Linked DNA regions of Sus scrofa: region 2 is linked to region 1. The links are chromatin contacts, called in public promoter capture Hi-C maps. All regions are on one chromosome and are shown on one strand. The core of a region is the stretch at or near the end of the contact, and the rest is flanking DNA. Distances in the headings are between cores, read along the strand shown. Region 1 holds the start of SH3BGRL2 (SH3 domain-binding glutamic acid-rich-like protein 2). Region 2 holds the start of HMGN3 (high mobility group nucleosomal binding domain 3).

Region 1 (3,981 bases), core at 108-2,607:
TGGTCCAGTCTTAATGGGCTATCAAATACATGACTGAATTTTCCTTAAAATCTGACATCCACCTACGTAACTTCTTCCTCCCAAAATTCTTTCTTAAAAAATTCAAGAATATCGACCAAAAAAAAAAAAAAAAAAGCTTAAATAATTAAAGAGACCACAATTTATATATTTCAAGATGAAACTAACTAACATTTCAGGGGGAAAAAAACGCACCAAACGCACCACGTTTACATAGATATAAAAATATAGCACCCTAGGCAAAAAAAAAAAAAAAAAAAGGAGAAAACAAACCAAAAACCCGGGCACGACAGGACAAACCTGGTTGGCCACCCTCTTTTCGCTGGTATAAAACTGAAGAAACGCGCTTGGTGCCGGGTATGGGGTGGGGAGCAATTCCCACTTAAACTTGGTTCACTAGGGAGGCAGGTTAGCAAACCCAGCAGCCTAACAAGCTCCCTAACAAAACATAACCAAGCTGAAATTCCCAAATCGGCAAGAACTAACACCAAGGGAAGTGGGACCCACGAAGCTCTCGCCCTCCCCCCAAATTCCCAAGCCCCACAACTGGAGCTAGGGGCTCCTTGCCGAGTCCATTTCCCCGTCTCCTAGCAGGCCGAGCAGGGTGGGCACGTGGGTGGGTCTGGGGTACCCCATCCACCTCTGCTCCCCGCCCTATTCATTGTTGTCCAAGTGCAGTGGATCACCTGCCGGGCGCGGGCTCCCGCCGCCGGACGCGCCGCGAGCGGAGACTCTCACGGGCAAGCGCCGCGCGCTTCCTGCAGGACCCGCGCCCTACGCCCCTTACCCCAACAGAGCCGACACCGGCCAGCGGCCGGTCCCCTAAGTGCTCACCGCCACGAAGCCCGAGGAGGAGGCGATGAACACGCGGATGACCATCCTCTCGCCGCGCCGGGACAAACCGTCTGTCCCAGCGGGCTCCGGGCAGGCGCGGACGCGGAGGCAGAACTCGACTGAGAGCCGCCGCTGCCGCCTTCGCCACCACCGCCGGGCACAGCACTCGGAGCCGGGACGGTCGCAGGGAACCGGCTCCCTCCCGCCGGGTCCGCAGATGAAAGCTCAGAGCTTCCCGGCCGCCAACCGAGGTAAGGAGGAGGGGGAGGGGTGGGGCGGCAGCGGGCCGCGGAGCGTGCTGGGAGTTGTAGTCCCGGTCCCCTTCCTGAGTGGCGGGTGGACTGAGCTCCTTGCAGCCGCCTGCTTACTGCGCGTGGATCCCGGACCCTCGCGGGTAGAGAAGAACAGCCGAGGCCGGGAAGGAGCTGTGACAGGGGTGGCCGGGATCCTGGCGAGACCAGGGGGAAAAAAAGAAAACTAGGCGAGAATAGCCTGGTTCAAAGTCCAGGGTTGGGTGCTGTGTTGTGATTTACTGGCTTGGAGCATCCCCACCCAGAGACGTCAACAGACACCGTGGAGCCCGCAGAGACCTAAGTCTCCTGGCCGCCTGCGCGCCGTGCGAGCCCCAGGGACCCGCAACCGGCGGGGTGGCGCGGCCGGGCGCCCGGGAGGGGGTGGAGGGGCCGGCGTGGGGGGACGACTGGGCGCTCCTCTGTTTTCCCATAGGCTCTGGAGATTGCACAAGGTGATTGAGGGTAAATGAGCGGAATTCGGTTTTTTGTTGGTTTTTTTTTTTTTTTTTTTTTTTTTTTTGGTAGACGTTGAAAATTAGAAACCCAGGTGAAAGCACAACCGATATTTTATTTTTCTAGCAAACTTGTAATTGTAGTAGAAAAAAACACCAAGCGAAATTAGAATCCTGCTATCAACATCGGGAATCAGGACCCCACCCGCCGCTCCCCCTTCCTTACACAATGGCTTCGCCTTTCTGCACCTAATATTTACAGTTGAGCCAAATCTGTGCCTTTTTCAGACCTGCTGCGCATTCCAGCGCAGTCTCCCAGGAGGATGCTGTTAAATAAAAAGCTTTTATATAGTTGCTAATAGTTTAGGAATAGTTCTTCAGCAAGCGTTTTCTGTTTCACAAAAGCGCAAGCTCTCACAGCTCTGAGAAAAAGAACCAGTTTTCTCTGCATTACTTACTGTATTTACTTTCTTCCTTTCAGCAGGGGAGCTTTGCCAGAGGTCTGGGAACAACGTTAATTAATAGTTTGGGAAGAAAGAAATTAGATGATGAGGTCTCTGGCTCTTTGGTAGATTTCTTGCACAAACGCGAATAGTTTTGAAGCATTTGTTTTTTTAGAGCTATTTTGAATATTTCAAGGGTATAACCTTCCCTATTATTTATTGGAGGTCATTCCATTTTCCTTTTTTTTTTTTAATTTAGTGCAATAACAAGATACAGTCCTAATGGGACTTTATTTCTTCTTCCTGTTCAACCATTTTAAATATAAATTGTGCTGGCTGTAAATCCTCTCTCTGCAAATGTACTTTTATTTGGCTACTGTAAATGCAGAAATATTTATAATTTAAAATAATTTTATTAAGGTAGATACTGTATACTCCATATAAATGCAGTTTATAAAAGTGTAAGTTTTCTTCAGTTTGGAATTATGATGATATGGTTAAATGCAACAAATGAGAACTCAGAGTCTATCCTCTCTGACAGGTACCAGAGCGCATGAAAAGCGCATAAGTCATTTCCTCTGTCAGCAAGAGCATCTATGGACTGCAAAGGAAAAAGACAGATACGGAAATAGCGACAGAACAAGACACGCTGTACCAATAGAGTGTTGTGTGGATATAAAGGAAAGAGGGGAAAGATAGCCTTGTAGAAGAGACTTTGAGGGATCAGATGATGCTGGCAGGCAGAGGGAATGTAGAACAGAGAGGGCAGAGTCTGTGGGAACAGCAAGGGCGTTGGTTCCACTTCAGGAAGGGCTGGGAGGGTGCTAACTGGGCACAGCGCTGAGAATACTTTTGGTTGAATACAAGAAGGGGCTTCTCACTGGATGTTCTGCCCAACTCCTTGCCCTTTTCTGGAATCTGTTCCTCCACCTTGATCCAAGAGGCTGTAAAGGTGCTTTCTCAGCACCCTCTGGTTCATAGAGCAAGACCAGAGCCCTGGCCATAGCTGATCTGTCTAGGGGAGAAGTTCTGAGCCAAGCAAGGCTGGGCAACATCTCTGCTTTAAGGATTTGGGGTTGGAACTAAGAAAGAGGGAGAGCTTGAACTTGATCTTGTGACATGGAAGCTCAGTGCTTTCAGAAGCCCTGTTCCAACATGAGAACCAGACAAACTGAGGAAAGGGGTCAGCAGGAAGAGAACAAAGCAAATGTGTGGAGAGTGACAAAGATGAGTTTCAGAGAGTCCTGATAATGCCTTAGGCCAGGGCCCTCAAACTCTGGCCTGTGCGTCAAATCCAGCTGGTTATCTATCTTGTAAATAACGTCTTATGGGAACATCCTTGTCTATGGCAGAGTGACAGAAACCATGAAAAGCCTAACTATGCAAAGCCAAAGCTTTAGCCTGCAAAGCCTGAAACATTTAGTCTGTGGCCCTTTCCAGAAAAAGTTTGCCAATCCCTGTTGTGGTTCAACCTGTTCCTATATCCCTGCCCTTGAAGCATGGGTAAGATTTCCTGCATCCTTACCATAAATTCCTCATATTACCTGAGTCACCCCAAATAGGTTTCTGTTTTACGCAGCCAGAAGAGCCCTATCTGAGAAATGGTGCTTGATTTGTACACATTCTGAGGAAGAGAAGGCTATGAGCAAATCTGTACTTTGAGAAGATTACTCTGGTTATGGTTCTGTTTTGTTTGTTTTGTTTTTTCCCCACCCTGGGTGATGAGGTTTATCTCTAGAGCTTGTATTCAGGACAAAGCATAGCAGTCTAGGAACCCACAACAGCCAGTTATGAAGTTGAGACCCCAGGGAGTGACCAAGTAGCAAGCAATATGGGAGAGAAGCTAAGAGTCCAAGATGAAAGCACAGAGAGGATTCCGATGAAGATCTGACAGTTCAAGTCTGCAGGTAAAGCAGGTGGCTGAAACTTAAACACCCGACT
Region 2 (3,697 bases), core at 394-2,893, 470 kb after region 1:
AGAGCAGAAATTATCACAACCTTGTAAATCTACTTCAATGAAATTTTTAAAAAGAGACAATGGGGATCATGTCAAAAGTACATAGACACTAATTTGAAAAGAGTCTTTCATATTGGGGTGATACGAGTATCAAAAATGTAATAACGGCAATGGATCGAAGCATGCCAAATATATATAAAAAAATACATGAGTTCCTAAAAATATGACAAGAAAGAAAGTATTGACCACTTCTGGAGTCTTCTAGGATATCAATTCATTATTCTGAAAATTACTAAAGAAAAACATCGGACATTAAAATTAATTACTTGATGATGTTGTTTTATATTTGCAGCCTCTGCGTGACCAAAGTGGATTGGGCCATATTTTAAGTTTTCATTAGGTTTTCCTATAACGTAACTTTTGCCTTCTAATACGATTATGAAACTAACCGTGCCTAGATTTGCTTTTTTAAAATGACTTCATATGAATGAAATTATTCAGCATGGTCTTTTGTATTTGACTTCATTCACATAACATTTTGACATTCATCCATGTAAGAATATTTTGTTCCTTTTTATTAAGCTGAATAGTATTTTATTGCATGTAGTTACCGCAGTCTGCTGAACAGTTCACTATTGCTGTTCCTGTATCTGTCGAAATGATGGTATTGTTATTTTTTCCTTTATTCTGTAATACGAAGAGTTACATTCATTGGTTTTAAGATGTTAAACCAATTTTTCATTCTCTGCATAAACTTCACTGATTGCGATGTCTTATCCTTTTAAATGTTGTTGGATTGATTTACTAAAAAAAACTTTTTCACTGAAGTATAGTTGATGTACAATATTATGTAAGTTCCAGGTCATTCACAATGTTTTAAGTTTACATTTCATTTATAGTTATTAGATTTACTAAAATTTTGTTCAAGACTGTTGTGCTGATTTTTATGTAGGATACTGATTTGTAGCTCTCTTTCCTTGAAGTCTTTCAGGTAAAGAATTACTTCATAAAATAAATTCAGAAGTGTTTACAGGGGCTGTTTGATACCTTGCAGAACTTCGAGGAACATTTAATCATGTATATTTAAATATATTTCAAATACAAAATAATCCGTTCTGGCCTTGTTCAGCCTTCTTCAAATTTCCATAACAAACATACTCTATTCATCTTCAAGCCTAGTTTAAAGGTGGCTGAATTAGCGAGTGATTTGTAATCAATTTCAGGAAATTATTCCTAAAGATTTGGGGGGATTATTGTCAGTAGATAACTGGAAGGGGAAACGGAGACACTTAGGAGTCGACTGCCAAACTCTTCCCGCTCTCCATCATATACCATTCATTACAAGGCTATACAGGAAATATAGCAAGTGCCTGCTATGAATACAATTACCTTATAAAGTTAATGTGTCCTCTTTTTCCTCCTTATGAAAGCCCCCACTTCCTACTGATACAATCCAAATAGGGAGCAGCCAAACAATGAAACTCCAGGATCTTGCGGCTTGGGGGGTTACTAGTTGAACTGAGCATGCTCAGTCGCCAGGCAGATTTGTCGGTGAAGTGGAAACTACAACTGCGCGTACTGTGCGCGCGGAGGTGGGCGTGCCCTCGTGGAATTTAGAACGTTGTCGCAGCCAATGAGGCCTCGCGGCCGGCTGCCGGGGCTTCTCATTGGAGGAGCGGGGAGGCGAGCGAGTAGAGGGCCCCCGGTGGGAGCCGCGGAGGTTTGGGTTCGGGAGGCCGGGCTACGCGGTGCCCTGCGCGTGAGCAGCTGCGGCGGCGGCGGCAGCATCCAGCGGCCGTGCCAGCAGTACCAGCCCGTCGCTTTACTTTTTAGCTGCACGAACACAGTCATTATGCCGAAAAGAAAGGTAAGTCTTACCAAAAAAAGATTTCGAAGGCCTTCAAATTGTGCTAACAGCAAACCTTGTCATTGCGATGGATTGTGCGGAATGCACTCGGTAGTTAACTTGGGGATTGTGAATCTCTGCTTCTTCACGCTTGTTTTCAGATGCCTGTTGCAAACATTGCTCCCTCCCTCTGGCCCTCCCTCCGCCCTCATCGATCTGGGAATGTTACTTTCTCTCCAGCGAAGCAGCCTCCCCTCTTTTAAAACTCATTCTGGACGGAATGGTTTCAACCTCGAGCAAGAAGCCAAAGCGCTTTTCATCCCCCCCCCCCCCTTTCCCGGAGGGGAGTTTCCTCTTTGCAAACTGCCAGCTTGTGGTTAGCGTGGAGGAACAGCCGCAAGAGGGGTGAACCAAGTACACGCGGAGGGAGATCGAGAAGGAAGGAAATAAGTAGGGGGAGATGTGGGGGTTACTCCCCTGGGGGCCGGGCCCACGCTGGGTGCGCGGCAATGGTTCTGAGGCCCCGGTAGAGGGAAAGCCATGTTTAAAATAGCGCTCACTCCCTGTTCGCCTCCGCTGCAGACCCGTATGTACCAACTCCGGTGTCACTCCGGGCCGGGGACAACGCAGGCGGGGCCCCAGGCGGCCCGGACTTGCCCGCAGTTGGCGGCGGGAGCGGCCTAGGTGGCCACACGCAGGACCGGACGTCGCCGGGGGCAGCAAAGGGCAGGGGCCGCTGGGTCCCATCCGGTCACCCAAACCCACGCTCAGGTCAGGGAGGCGGGGTCCGCGTGCCCCCGCGCCCCTTGGAGCGTACAGGGTATCAGGGTTACTCCTCGCGGACTAGTATGTCCCCTTCCGCGCAGGCCCAGGCCACCAACTTACTCGCACTGGGAGGCACGTTTCCCTCGGAGTCCGGCCGCCACTTGTCATTGTCCCAGGGAGGGAAGGGAAGGAAGGCTTTTCCCCACCCTGAGGAAAAACCGCGGTTTGGCAGCTGTTTCTAAGAAAATGCTTTTGCACCCTCTCACTGCCTGCCCTCGTGTTCACCAGTGAAGATACTACATTTGAAGCAAAATGGCAAATAATATTCTGCTTTATCGATTAAAGATGGTGGAATGATTTGTGTTAAGTGAATATTAAAATATTGAAGTTTAGCAGTGCAGACGCTTTTGCCTTTTTAACCTGTCTTTGCTAAGAATGTGGTGGAGGCTTGTGTCCTCCATTTAAAAAAAATAATCTTTAAAAGTTTTTAGATCTTAGAGTTTGTGGACACACTCTGCGCCTCATATTGTGGGTAGAGTTTGATTTAACATCTCATTTAATTCTCAGAACACCTGGACAGGTGTTATGGCAGTTGAACTGCAGCTTAGAGACACGAATTACCCAACGGCCTCACCAACCAATAGCTAGTACCAAAGATTTAATTAGACCCTGTAGATCTAAAGGCCTTATCTTATTTACTCATGCTCTTCATTTAGTGGTGAGTGGGTCAAGAAGAATTTGAAATGCAAAGCCTAAGATAATGGATGGCCTATTAAGAATACTAATACTTTAGATTCACTATTTAAATTTAATTTTTATGAAAGTGTTGTTTTTCCAGTACTAGAATGAGAACATTAGAAGGAGGCCAACATTTTCAACATTTATCTGTGGTTTCATTACAAGGTTGGGAATTCTAGTAGAGTTGTCAAGAAATGGGTTACAGAGTGAATTGGTGCCATCTCCTTTCCTGGGAATTATTAACAAATTTAGACAAATAGTAAGTTAGATGGGCACAGTTTCTTTATTATAATGGACCCTGATGTTCTGGAATCCTTGTTGTTCGACTCAGGGTTGGAAAAACATTATTCTTAAACATTGTCCTCACTG

The links. Promoter capture Hi-C pulls out the DNA fragments that hold promoters and counts their contacts.
Region 2: a promoter capture Hi-C map of fetal skeletal muscle shows a contact between it and region 1, with 7 times the contacts expected there. The contact joins the promoter of HMGN3 here to the promoter of SH3BGRL2 in region 1. A contact is called at or near these places in 2 of 5 promoter capture datasets (fetal skeletal muscle and liver), 1 of 47 Hi-C or Micro-C datasets (embryonic fibroblasts) and 1 of 2 datasets of contacts at active chromatin or transcription factors (alveolar macrophages).

The regions. Positions count from the first base shown.
Region 1 is chr1:86,480,448-86,484,428 of Sscrofa11.1, forward strand. It overlaps SH3BGRL2 (SH3 domain-binding glutamic acid-rich-like protein 2), which reads right to left and starts at 1,358. Exons shown (of 5, transcript XR_002344061.1): 1 at 853-1,358.
Region 2 is chr1:86,952,825-86,956,521 of Sscrofa11.1, forward strand. HMGN3 (high mobility group nucleosomal binding domain 3) reads left to right here and starts at 1,644. Exons shown (of 6, transcript NM_001244502.1): 1 at 1,644-1,846. The coding sequence starts at 1,832. LOC110260719 (a long non-coding RNA gene) reads right to left here. Exons shown (of 3, transcript XR_002344068.1): 1 at 2,711-3,697.